2 separate regions of the Mus musculus genome follow, and region 1 is linked to region 2. The links are chromatin contacts, called in public Micro-C maps. All regions are on one chromosome and are shown on one strand. Each heading gives the region's core, a stretch centred on a gene start, on an enhancer-like site or on the middle of the called end of the contact. The rest is flanking DNA. Distances are from core to core; before and after follow the strand shown. Region 1 overlaps Cdk14 (cyclin-dependent kinase 14). Region 2 overlaps Cdk14 (cyclin-dependent kinase 14).

Region 1 (6,436 bases), core at 2,313-4,812, 330 kb after region 2:
TAACTAACTAACTAATTAACTAACATAGACATGCTGGTACACTACAGTTAACTAACTAACTAATTAACTAACATAGACATGCTGATACACTACAATTAACTAACTAACTAATTAACTAACATAGACATGCTGGTACACTACAGTTAACTAACTAACTAATTAACTAACATAGACATGCTGGTACACTACATTAGCCTTTCACAAGTCTTCTCTTGAATCTACAGTTTGATTTACCCTGATCTGAATAGGAGTCACCACAAGGAAAGAAGGCACAATCCCACTTACCACAGTGAAAGTTGCTCTGGTTAGGAAAGGGGCAAGGAGGCACACATCTGTAGTCCCTGTACTCCTTAGACAGAGGCAGGAGGATCATCAAAAGTTCAAGGCCAGCATGGCTAACTTTGAAAGTTTCAGGATAGGCAAGGAAACATGACTGTTACAGGGAGAAGGAAGCAAGCATGAGAGAGAACACGGGACTGTCTCAGGGAGCCACATACAACCTCGTCTCACAATTACACACAAGCAAAATAAGACTGTAATCTCCCAAGATCACTTACGTGTGTATGTTTATAACAGCAATCCTGTTTCTTTTATTGAAAGAGATTCTTTTCTCACCTAGTATTCTGAGATTACAGTTTCTCCTCCCTCTGCCCCTCTCAGGTCCTCCCCCACCTCCCCTCTCATCCCGGTCCATTCCCTTTCTTCCTCTCATTTTAAAAGAACAGGCTTCTAAGGGATAATTAATAAAATATTTAAAAAAATACAATAAAAGAAAAACTATCACATAAGAATCAGACAAGACAAAGAGAAGAAAAAGAGCCCAAGGAAAGGCACAAGAAACAGAGCCACACCTGTTCACACACTCAGGTATCTCTTTTTAAAAGACACTATGCTAAAAACCATAATATAGACGCAGAGGGCCTGGTGCAGACCGTGCAGGCCCTGTGCGTGCTGCCTCGGGCTCTGTGCATATGAGCCTTGCTCATTTTGATTCAGAGACCCTTGTTTTCCTGGCATCCTCCACACTCGATCTTATACTCTTTCTGCTTCCCCTTCGGCACAGTTCCCTGAGCTCTGGGAGGAAGGATTTGGTGGAGACCCCCCACTTAGGGCTGAGTGGTCCAAGTTCTCTCACTCTTTGCATCATGTCTGCTGTGGGTCTCTGTATTCATTCCCATTGTCTGCAGGGGAAAGCTTCCCTGTTACAGCAATTCTTACGATCAAGAAAAGGATAACATGTATCCATCAAGTAATAAACAAACAAAACATAGAATATGCATAAAGGAGCATTATTAAACTACCCAAAAGAATGAAAGACTGTTACATACAATAGCAATATATCATAGAAATTATGATTCACAAGAAATTCCTCCCATGCAAAACCTATTTAGTGAATAAATACTATGGTCGAAGAAGGTTCGTGGCAAAGATCTGAAAATACATTACATGTCAGTCTCATCTCTGGTGGGATGGTGGTAGTAATTAAATCATGAAGGTAGAAATTAATTAATCATAAGGGTGGTGTTAGCACCTTTACTAGGAGGACAGAAGAGCAAAGCTTCACTCCATCTGGTCACCCTACAAATTCCAGCATTCTACAACCTAGAATAGCACCCTCACCGAACCTTTACTAGGCTGATGTTCCCCATGTCAGACCTGCAGCCTTCAGAACTGTTACTGTAAAGACAAAGAACCTCACTAGTAAATGCTGCTGTAAGACACCAGGATACAGTTATTTTGCTACACCAGCCTGGAGAAGCCAGGGTAGTACTGTGATGTCATTCCAGGAAATCTTTAGAAACAAAAATTAAGGACGTAGTTGTCAGTGGAGAGAGGGGAAATGCAATCAGATCGGCGTTTGATTTTAGGGTGATGAAAATGTTGAAAAGCTGCAATATTGTCCTAAGACAGTATTAGAAAAGCAGAAAAAAACAGTGGCTCACAAGGGATCCTGTTCCTGGAGAAAAATAAAACTAGACTTTGTAGCAAAACAAGACCAAAGCCATCCGCTGGATCTATAGCCCTAGCGGACGTCCGCTGGATCTATGGCCCTAGCGGAGCTACTCTTGCTCTGTGGTCCCTGGCTCCCTTACAGTGTAAAGAGAGCTCATAGTGTTCACATTTGTGGTAAAACTTAAATATTCAGCGACATTCTTAGCATGGAGTAACAAGGCCAGACAATAACTTCTCACGCTAAGCCCCATGCAATGGCTCACACCTGTAATCCCAGTACCCGAGAGGTAAGGCAGGAGGATGGAGACATTCAAGGACATCCTCAGCTACACAGTGAAGTCAAAGGCAGTCGGAGATACAGAAGACCCTGACTAAAAACAGCCAGAAATTAAACGTTTGTACTTTAGTCGCTAAGTCCAGCAGGCCATTAGTTAAAGCTTAAGGCAAGCCTTGGGAAAACAAATGACTCCCTAGAGCTGTGCTCTTCCCTAAAGCAGCCACTGGCAGCATGCGGTTACCTAAGTGAACTAACGTTAACAGTTCAGTTCTTCAGTCCCAAAAGCCACCTTTTACAGAGTGGACAGTAAGAATTATACAAAAGGGGCACTATTACACAGCACGGGTCTAGAAAATATAAAATGGTCATTGACAGGGATCCAGGACATCTCTGCCACCACGGCTCTAGAGAAGTAAAGATATTCAGATTAACTATCAGGGTTCATACCAGCCCTTAGGCCTTTATTCTAGCTTCAGTTTCTAACATTCTCTACCCAGGGTTGCATAAGAAAATAAAAACATGAAGAAAAGATTGGATTAACAAATTGCATTGAAAACAAACACACACACACACACACACACACCTCTTTGAGCAAGAAACAAAAATAAACTTGCAACCAAAGTCCTGATCATAGTTAATGATCCAGAGTGCTGAGTAAGCTCTCTCAGCATGTAAAACTATGATAGTCTCTTCATTCCACAAAACGAAGTCATTAAGGAAGTGAGATACTGTCATAGGAGCAGTCATCGCTAACAACCGAATGTTTATGGCACTAATCTTTATCAATAAATCTCTTAGAAAACATTTTGAAATACCACTTTCTGTGTGGCGTGACCTGGTTGATGTCAACAGGGGGCTTAAATATCCAAGAGCAACAAAAAATTATCAATTTTTGCCAGTAATTGTCTACAAAATATTTTCCTCATTATTGCTAGTTTTGTTATAAGTATAAAAAACACTTCCTGTTTGTGACTTGGAGTAAGAACAAGGAAGTAGAAAGTTGTTCCTCGCTCTCACTTTCTCTCAGTCACACAGACAGCAGTGCTCACCGAGTGTTCCTGGGAACAGGGCGGGGCCAGCTCAAGAGGCTCCAAGCCCCCACAAACTAAAATGAAAGCACTTGTTGGCTTCGTCCAGCAAGATCCTAGACCACTGTGTATGACATACTGAGCTTCAGATGCCAAAATATTAAGGTCAGACTTATGGTGGAACATTGGATAATAATTTTAAAACTCCCCCATTGCAGCTCCAAAGCTTTCACAGTCAAGCCCTCTGAAGGAAGCAAAGGAGGCCCCAGAAGAAAGGGGTTAGCGTTTGGTTTTCAAGAGGGTACATTTGGTTTGCCTTATTCCAGCTGTCGTATACTAGTAATTATGCCTGCCAAGTTGCAAAGCACTTTCCCCTGAGAGCTGTAAATGTTCTAAAAAGATGGGCTAATCTATGTTTGCAAGACCCCCAAGCAGCATGAGGGGCTTGCTATTCTCTAAAATGCAAAAAAAAAGAGCTGAGGTAACTTCACTAGAATTAAGCCCCTGCAAGTTAGATTTTCAGCTGGGAATGTATGTGTGCTGGCTCACACCACAAGCAACAAACCAGAAGAACTAACAGACCACAGGAACTCCAAGATCTTTCAACATGAGTCAATCTCTCTGAAGAAAGGCTGGCAAAGTCCCAGGATGTCCAACCCCCTGGCAGAATTACTAATGGCCACAGGAAACCATGAAGAATGAATGCCCTTTTGCCTACTCCACAGCAAGCAGGAGCCATATTAGCATCCCAAAGATGTGGTCACACTCCAGATCTGCATGTGAAATGTGTATAGAGCTTTCACTCTGAAATGCATCACTCATGTAAGGTTATGAAGTAGGTAAGTATTTACACTGATTTATATCAGATAATCAGCAAGCATCTCACCTCTAATTCTCAGCTTACACACAAATATGTGATTAATAATGTAAGAGGTCAGCATTTGCCGATGGCTTTGACCAGATCAACAAATTCCATTTACAGGATTAGAAATTGTATTACTCATCTGAAAATCAGTAGTTTGCCCCCAAAATTCTTCTTTCCTCAGGCAGATGAGTGGACTGAAGTACATGCTGTGAAACTCACAAAGAATCAATAAAACGGTTAAGAAGAAAAGAAAAAAGTAAAGTAATGAAAGAAAACATAGGCAGACAAGGTTATCACTAGCAAATGGTTCTGAGAGGGTCAAAGAGTGAGAGAATTGCTGAAGTTCAGGCAAGGAGCAAGTACTGAGAGAAGGGAGGGCGGGCCGCAGAGAGACACAGGGAAAGCTATAGAGAAACAGGTAGGAACTGACAAAGAGGAGCAGAAGAAATAAACATCCAGTGTCCTGCACTTGCCTCTGAGCTCCTAAATTCTTCTCACTGCTCAAATCCGGCTGCAGGATATTAGGTACAGGTGTTTCTTGGTGAAATCCACAGTGTGTCCCACAGTCTGTCCTCTGTCCACACATCTCTACTTGCAAATGTCCATTGCAGTGAGGCATCGGTCTGGTTCGAGATCTCTGCTTCCATGACTTGACACCATTACTAGAGGATCTTCATTAGGACTCCTGCTTATCCTGTTGTTGCCCTGTCTCCTGCGGCTCCTGCAGGTTTGGGTCAGCAGGACTGGCCCTTTCATTCATCCCAACTGTTTGCAGATTTGTAGATTTGAGGGGTGGGTCAATTCAGAGCTAAGAGCAGCATGGAGAAGACATCAGACCATCTCACGACACTCACAGAAACAATGCAGCCCCAGATAAGAGGCATCTTCACTATTTTGAGATCAGTCAAAATCCTAATTTCTGTCACTCTACCAATGTATGTCTTTGAGCAAATGAGTTGACATTTTAGCCTCAGATTCATCACTTGTAAAACACTACTAACTGGAGATACAAATATTAAATAAGAGGAAAAGATGTTCAAAGCCTGTGTCTAGGGAGCACCCTTGTCCCCCTGCACGTATCTAAGCACAGTATCTACCGCACCAGGACTCACTTGCTTTCACCCCTTCTCACTGTTAATACTGCTGCTGCTCTCCCCGGACACACAGTAAGGGGGTTCTGGACAGACAAGAGCTGGGCCTTTCTTCTCCACTGCCATGTTCCAAATGCACCTCCCCAAAATAGAGTTTTACAAACTGCAAAAGGGTAAGTGTGCAGTAAAGACGTGCGCAGGCCCTCTGGTAGACATAGAAAGGCTGAGTCAGTCCACTGCCCTGAAGAACAGAGGTAGCGCTAATGGCATTGCTGCCTGGTTATTTGGGTCCTTAATGCTCTCCTCTGATTCTTCAGTTCATATAACTATGCTTCCTCGTGTGCCATTATCCTTATGTACAGTACAAGTCACTCAGCAGATAGACCTTCTCAGCAAGTGCTTCAAATGTTAATATACACAAGCTATCAATCATTCCAACTGGGGACAAGAAGAAAAAGAGGGAATTAGGGTTTGCAAACAGAAACGGGAAATAAAGCAGATGGCGAGGCAGGGATAAGTGTCTCGGGGAAAATGAAAGAAAATGAGAGGAAATGAGTCTCGGCCTGGAGGCGCCCCCTGGTGCACTGGAGGCCACTGTGCAGCAGATGGAAGATGCCCCAGCAGCAGGCCCTCAGGCAGCCAGAGCTGGGTGGCAACACGAACTTACCTCCCATGCCCACGGTGATGGGAGCGGACTTCTTCTTTAAGCTCCCAGGTTCAAATCATTTCACAAGACTACCTAGCATCACAGAATACCTGTATTTCTGGACCTATTAGAAGGAGGAGGCTGGAGACATCCTGCGGGAGACCCGCTTCATAAAATGAGGGCAGAGATTCAGAAGCACTGAAATTTAGACACTCAACATATAGACAAAGGAGTGAATTTGAAAGAGTGCCTTCTCGATGTAACTTTCATGCCAAAGACTCACACATACACAGAAAATCAGACTGCAATCACGCCCTGCAACGGTCAGGGATGAGGTGTCTAGAAACCCGAATACCTGCATCGGTGTGTGGGGAAGCAGAAACCACACACAACAGGCATTTTAAATGTAGGGATTGAATATAAGATATTGGACACACGAGTACAGGAACCGAAATGTGAAAACGAGGCACTGATAATCAGATACGAGCTAGAGAGAAGCAGCTGCCAGGCCCAAGAAACACAAAGGAAGACGTGCCAGGTGCTCAGAGTGGAACTGATTTCTTTTCCCACCTTGGG
Region 2 (6,411 bases), core at 679-3,178:
CATAAGGGCTGACCCAGTGGGCTTGTTCTTTCATGAGAGTGAGGTATTGGAGAACCTACATCTTCAGGAGTTATAGGGATACTTACTCAACCACTGTGACGGCTATTCCTGGTTGCCAACCTGACTATATCTGGAATGAAATACAATCCAGAAATGGAGGGCATACCTGTGATTCATATCTTGGGGCTGGAAAACACAGACTTTTGATGTGTATATTGAGACATAGTAGCCATGAAAACCTTGGGACCAGGAAGGGTGGTACATGCCTTTAATCCCAGAAGACAAAGGCAAGTCATCCTGAGCTCAAGGCTAGCCTGGGACAGTGCAAGTTCCAAGTCCAGGCTTGGTGACACACACCTTTCATCTGAGCCACACCTTCCGCTAGAAGGACTATGGAAGAAGGAAGGCCTCGTTCTTTTCTGCCTGCCTGCACTTACAGCACATCTTTTGGAATCTACTTGTTCAGGATTCCAGCTTATACAGAAGACCCGTTGAAACACTCTGCCTCCTAGGATTGAGCAACTACTCAATTCTTGGACTTCCCATTCACAGCTGCCCATTGTTGGGTTAGTTGGACTATAGGCTGCAAGGCATTCCAGTAATTTAATTTAATCTACAGAGACTTTCCATTAAGTTCTGTGACTCTAGAGAGCCCTGACTAATATACCCACACAAACTGGATTGACACATAGCTTCTAAAACAAAATTTGAAGGTTTATATGAAATGAGTAAGAAAACCATCCATGACTGAAATATGTGGGGAAAAAAAAAGAAAACAAGCTGAAATAATGCTCACTGCACCTCTGGAAATCAGCACAGATACTACCCTCAAATGTACGCTCTTCAGGGCCTGACTGCCTGGGATGAGAGCAAGGACACGCATGGGCTTTCTATCGGAGCTCCTAAGAATTACAGTAAAACGCTGACCAAGCTTGGCTTCTCAATATACACACTTCTGAAATCTACTGGGATGTGGAATGCTTTTTAATTTAGGAAGTCATAAGAGAAGAGAAGATCTGCAGGCATGGTGTTGAGTGCCTGAAATCCCACCTCTCAGAAGGCTGAGGCTGGAGGATCACGCAGCACTGTCACGAGTTTGAGCTTGGCCTGGTCTACATAGCAAGGCTACAAACACAAGCAAGCATCAAAAGACAAGAGAGGATCAAATGAGTGTAAGTGGAACCGTTTATTGATTTAGAGAAAAAGTAATAACAATGATGGGATATGACCAAATGAAGAAAGTGAAACTGGTGATACAAGTGTTGGTAGTAAGGGATTCATGTCAAGGGGCTCGTGTGCTTTCTGTGGAATATAAACAAAAGCACATGCTAAGGCCTGCTCCTCGTTACTCCTTTGCCCTTCCTGCTAGAGTCCAAGACTCTGGACAGACACAGCTTATACAGCAGGTGGAATGAAATATTAAGAATAATCCAAAGGGAACTTCTGGAGAAAGATGATTTCAGCCTCAGGATTTATTTTTAAGAATTAAGGAATGCCATGGGAAGAAAAAGTTCTTTTTCATAATGAAATCGGCCTGGCTATGCCTATTCTGAGCACTGCCAGCAGGCAGAAACAAGCTGTCTCCAGCCATCCTGCTGTTCAGGGCACTGCCTGTCTGCAGGGTCCAGCAGGGTCCACCCACAGGGATTGCTGGCACGATCTTGGGTAGAGATGTCTGGATCAGTCTGTAGCCATCACTGCCTCTAGGACAGACAAGGATAAGACTGGATGTCTTTATGAACTACTTCAGATCTTAAACCACAGCCGCCCACATCACCATCTGTTGAGTGCCATGTGGACGAAAAGAAAAATGCACGCTGGTCCTAAAAATACTATTTGCCTTACAAGGAACAATCCCTGATGGCTCTGCCTCCCTGGCCTCTGTTTTATATAACATTAATTAGAGATGCTAATTCTGTGTCAGAATGGTACTGTAGCCACACCCTGGAATGTGAAATCCTAAACCTTCAAGTTCTGCCAAAATGTGTCACTGCATCCAAGTGCAACAAATTCAGTTGGAATTTTTATATTCCATGGCTCCCTGACTGCAAGTCCATGGAACTGGAGTTGTAATCATTCCAGACACATAATTGCCACCATTAAACCATGCTATGTAAGCCCGGTTTTGTCACCTGTTAGTCAATAATAACATTATACGTATTCTTGTGCGTTTGAATAAGAAAAAGCTTTTGAAATTTTCAGCGAAAATTCATAAAACTAATATATATATTATATATATATTATTACATTATATATATATATATATATAGTACAAACTATCTCTGCTTTCAGTGCAACACTATTAAGCTCCAAGCATCTCCCTGTTACACTTCCCTCTTTCCAGAAGAAGACAGCTATCAGCTTTACTAGGTAAAAGATGTGTAAGGTACCCTAGAGGAGAAAGGAGTTTGGTCAGGAGACCATAGCAGTGCACTGGCCACCCAATAATGTTCCATTTCCAGCACTGTAGGCCTCTCCAGCATCACGTGCTTCTCCATCTTCCAGAAGCCAGCCAAGGACACAGGCTTGTGACTCTTAGCCTCCAGTCTCTGACCTGCAGTTGTGGTCCAGCTCTGGTCAAGCTCCCGCCTCCCAACCAGCCCTTTGCCTCTCCTGTCCCAGCTCTGTGAATACCTCTCATCTGTTGTCTCCATCATGGATCTAGGTGTTGATCGCGCTTGACTTTGTTGATGTTTTCAATTAGTTTTGCTTTCAATTGCATATCTCTTCTTTGACATTTATTATTGTTTTCTTTCCCATTGCCTTTGATTTAATTCACTTCTATTCTCCTACTTCATAGAATAAACACATAAATCATTGATGTCAAACTTCTCCATTTCCCAGTGTAAGCTTTTAATGCTGTAAAATACTTCAAAGCCTGCTTTAGCTAACTGTCACACATTCTGATGGGTTGTAGTCGGAAGAATCTGTTTGATATCTTAATCAAAGTGCAATGTAAAAGTTATTAAAGGCTGTTAACATAATTTGACGTTCTGAATCCTATGTGAAAGTTTACTTAAAACCATTTTCTATTTTCTCTTTTAGGCAGACAATCTCGAGGAATTTTCTTTGAACAATTTTCTTTGAATAATTTTCTCTTATCATGATCTTATATTATTTTGCAGGACTCTGGACAAAACTCTCCAAGCAACCTCTCGGCCACATCCTTAAGTAAAGGCTCCTGAGTGCTGCACTGGTTTTTCAGTTTCAACCAGGTGAATGATGGCAATACCCAAAAGAGTGAGAGGGGCTGTGGACACGAGAAATGCCAAGGCTGGATAATGTGTGGAGCAGAGCCTCGGGACATTTAGCAGTTTGCATTACACAGACGAAATAAATCCTCAGTTTTCTGAGATACACCATTGTTGTCTCTCTGGAAGTCTACCACCTTACAGGCTAACTCACCGAGGCTGGGCACCTGTGAAAATGAGAGTGCTCAAGCTGGAAGGCAGGGGAGCTGAGGTGGAAAGCAATGGAGACAGAATGGGTTCTTAGAAAAAGGCATGGTGATGTGTGGGCCAACTCAGCATCCAGTCTAGGAATAGAATGAGGAGAATTGCCTGGTTCACTAGGTTAGGCTAAAAAAGGGTGATAATTTAGAATGATTCTTAGATTGCTGGCTTTAGTTTCAATAGGTACTGCCACTTACTGAAATGTGGAGAACACGTGTGAGTTACTTCATTCGTGACACGTCAGAAGTGATTAAGAATGGCTACATCTGGGATTCTTATTAGACATGAAGAGGGTGGGTTACTAAGCAGGCCAAAGTGTTGCTACCATGTGCTACCATAACATACTTCCTGGACTTTCTCCCTGGCCACAATGGGAGGCCCCAGGAGAGAAGGCCAGTGTCTTATTTATCTTTGCATCTTGAGTCCTATTACAATAAACAACCTCGGTCATGTCATAAACATTTATTGATTTAATTTACAACTAGCATTAGTAAAAGAAATGCCAAGCTGTGAACTATGGAACAGGACACTATGGGGTTAAAATGCCTACCTAGGCAGCACAACTGATTTACATAACAAATAGCTAAAGGAACTCAGAAAGTGGTAATAAACACTTTTATGGAAACTATGTTTTGAGACATACAGGGAACTTTATGACTTTAATCTCAAACTGTTGGAGACATTAAGACAAAAATTTAAATATGGTGGAGAAAGCTGAACAATTCTGGTGGTTCTCATGGGATGTTTCTGGAAAAGCTTTTTTTACCCTAAATGTTCATTTGCATGGTAGGGGCAGGAATCAAAAAGGTGGGCTTTGGGAGTCTCCCAAGATTATCAGCGAAATTTCATTTAAAAGAGGAACGAAAGCTTCTGCTTCTCTTCTTCTTCCTCTTCCTCCTCCTTTTTTATTTATTAGGTATTTTCTTCATTTACATTTCCAATGCTATCCCAAAAGTCCCCGATACCCTCCCCACCCCCACTCCCCTACCCACCCACTCTCACTTCTTGGCCCTGGCGTTCCCCTGTACTAAGGCATATAAAGTTTGCAAGAACAATGTGTCTTTCTTTCCACTGATGGCCGACTAGGCCATATTTTGATACATATGCAGCTAGAGACACAAGCTCTGGGGGGTACTGGTTAGTTCATATTGTTGTTCCACCTATAGGGTTGCAGATCTCTAGCTCCTTGGGTACTTTCTCTAGCTCCTTCATTGGGGGCCCTGTGATCCATCCAATAGCTGACTGTGAGCATCCACTTATACTCTGGTTTCTCTTCAGATCATATAAACCTTTCGCCTTTTATTCCTCCTCCTTCTTGAAAGCTAAGGATACTCTAACCTCATTCTATAGGTGAAGAAAGTGAGCTCTACTGTTCTTTAGTAAGATTTCTCTCTTAAAATGCCTATTACCATATTTACAGATTTTCATCTCCTGGAACTATGAACTTCATACCTTTATAATAAATGGTCAAACTGTATCAGTTTTTCCCCTTTGGCTTTAACATCACATAACACATAGAATAGACCCTTCTAATATCTCTATCAGATTAAAGCTTTTGACAGCATATTATGGCGATATTTTAATAGAGATAATGCATTATATCCAAGTCAGCCAACTTTGCTCCATGAACATGGCCAGGAGAACACACAAATTACTGAGTATATCCTAATTTTCCTCCTACGCATTCAGTACGATTGCATACTAATAGAAGTTGGACAGAGAATAAAAAGACATGAATGTTTAACTCTAAGAAAAATACTGCCTTAACCAAGAAAAGAAAAACTGACAAGTGGAGCCATTATTGGAGGTTCCTTCAAGGTTATTTCCATTTTCATTAGATCATTTATTCAGCAGGTCTGGCTACAACATGCCATGGAGAGAATTTCATCATTTGATTTATTTTTTTACTTACCCAGTAAATGTTTTATCTTTCATCCAAACTGACAGGCTGGTATTATCAAAGCTAACCTGAGAATCATTAGCCAGGGTAAAATTCCTTTTTTTCATTATTTTATTTTATTTTACTTTGTTTTATTTTATTTTATTTTTTGTTAGAACACACAGACCTTAGGGGTAAGCTATCGGCCAAGATATGCCTTCAAATTCTTACCAGGCTTCCCGTAGGGAAGAAAGGAGGTAATTAATCTGTCATCCTAGATGTCGTACTGTGTCTCTACAGTATTTAAAAGCCAATTTCACTGTGATAAAATTTTGTCATAAATAGATGAACTAGAACAAAAGAAAAGGGACTGAAAGGGAAGCATTTTTAACCAAAACTTGCTGAACAGCATAAGAGGAAATATTAATCTGAAGAGTTTTTAGATCTCAAGACTGCAAGGGAAATCTATAGCAGCCAACTGACTGAAGCAGTATTTCTGCTTGCTGATTCAGTTACATATTCTGAAAAAGAATCTAGGTTGGAGAGATTTAGAAATACGTTGATTTTTCAATGGTTGATTTTTCAGCGATTTTGTAATCGCTCAGCTAATATGCTGATCTGATGGCGTCCTGAAGCACATAGCAGCATTCTGAGTCAGTCCCTTCCAGTCACTCTTTAAAAGATGTTACTAAACATGGTGGCCTCTGTGGAAATGCCACCCATTTCCAGGGTTTTGAAGGCATTGATTCCATGCCAAGCTTATCATACTTTATCTATCTCTGGCCCCATGATGCCTCAACATTTAAAAAACTTATTATTATTATTATTATTTATTTATTTATTTATTTATTTATTTATTTATTTTCAAAGACAGAGTCTTACTAAGTGTCTCTGGCTGGCCTGGAACTTGTTGTGTAGACCAGGCTAGTCTGGAAGGCACAGAAGTCCTGCTGCTTCTCCTCCAGAGTGAGTGCTGGGATTGCCATGTGTAACACAGTGTGGTTCCTCGAGTCATCTTCAATCTCAGAAACAACAGGCTGATGGATAAACAAGTTTATGACTTGGGACTCAAACTGTCCC

What was found. Hi-C and Micro-C count contacts between places; a contact is called where the count stands out from the background.
Region 1: a contact with region 2 is called in a Micro-C map of muscle stem cells, with 4 times the contacts expected there. The contact joins two enhancer-like sites. A contact is called at or near these places in 1 of 15 datasets of contacts at CTCF or cohesin (the NIH/3T3 cell line), 1 of 484 Hi-C or Micro-C datasets (muscle stem cells) and 1 of 115 datasets of contacts at active chromatin or transcription factors (bone marrow-derived macrophages).

Annotation. Positions count from the first base shown.
Region 1 is chr5:5,317,084-5,323,519 of GRCm38.p6, forward strand. The region is part of intron 2 of Cdk14 (cyclin-dependent kinase 14); the gene reads right to left. Among named protein-coding and RNA genes, the nearest start is that of Gm30151, 50 kb to the right of the region's middle. Within about 2 kb of position 3,563, at least 123 of the 459 cell types and tissues checked have an H3K27ac peak or open chromatin away from gene starts, as enhancers often do. A contact at or near this core is called in the NIH/3T3 cell line and muscle stem cells, where this site is marked.
Region 2 is chr5:4,991,638-4,998,048 of GRCm38.p6, forward strand. All of the region lies in intron 10 of Cdk14 (cyclin-dependent kinase 14), which reads right to left. Among named protein-coding and RNA genes, the nearest start is that of Fzd1, 240 kb to the left of the region's middle. Within about 2 kb of position 1,929, at least 40 of the 459 cell types and tissues checked have an H3K27ac peak or open chromatin away from gene starts, as enhancers often do. A contact at or near this core is called in the NIH/3T3 cell line and muscle stem cells, where this site is marked.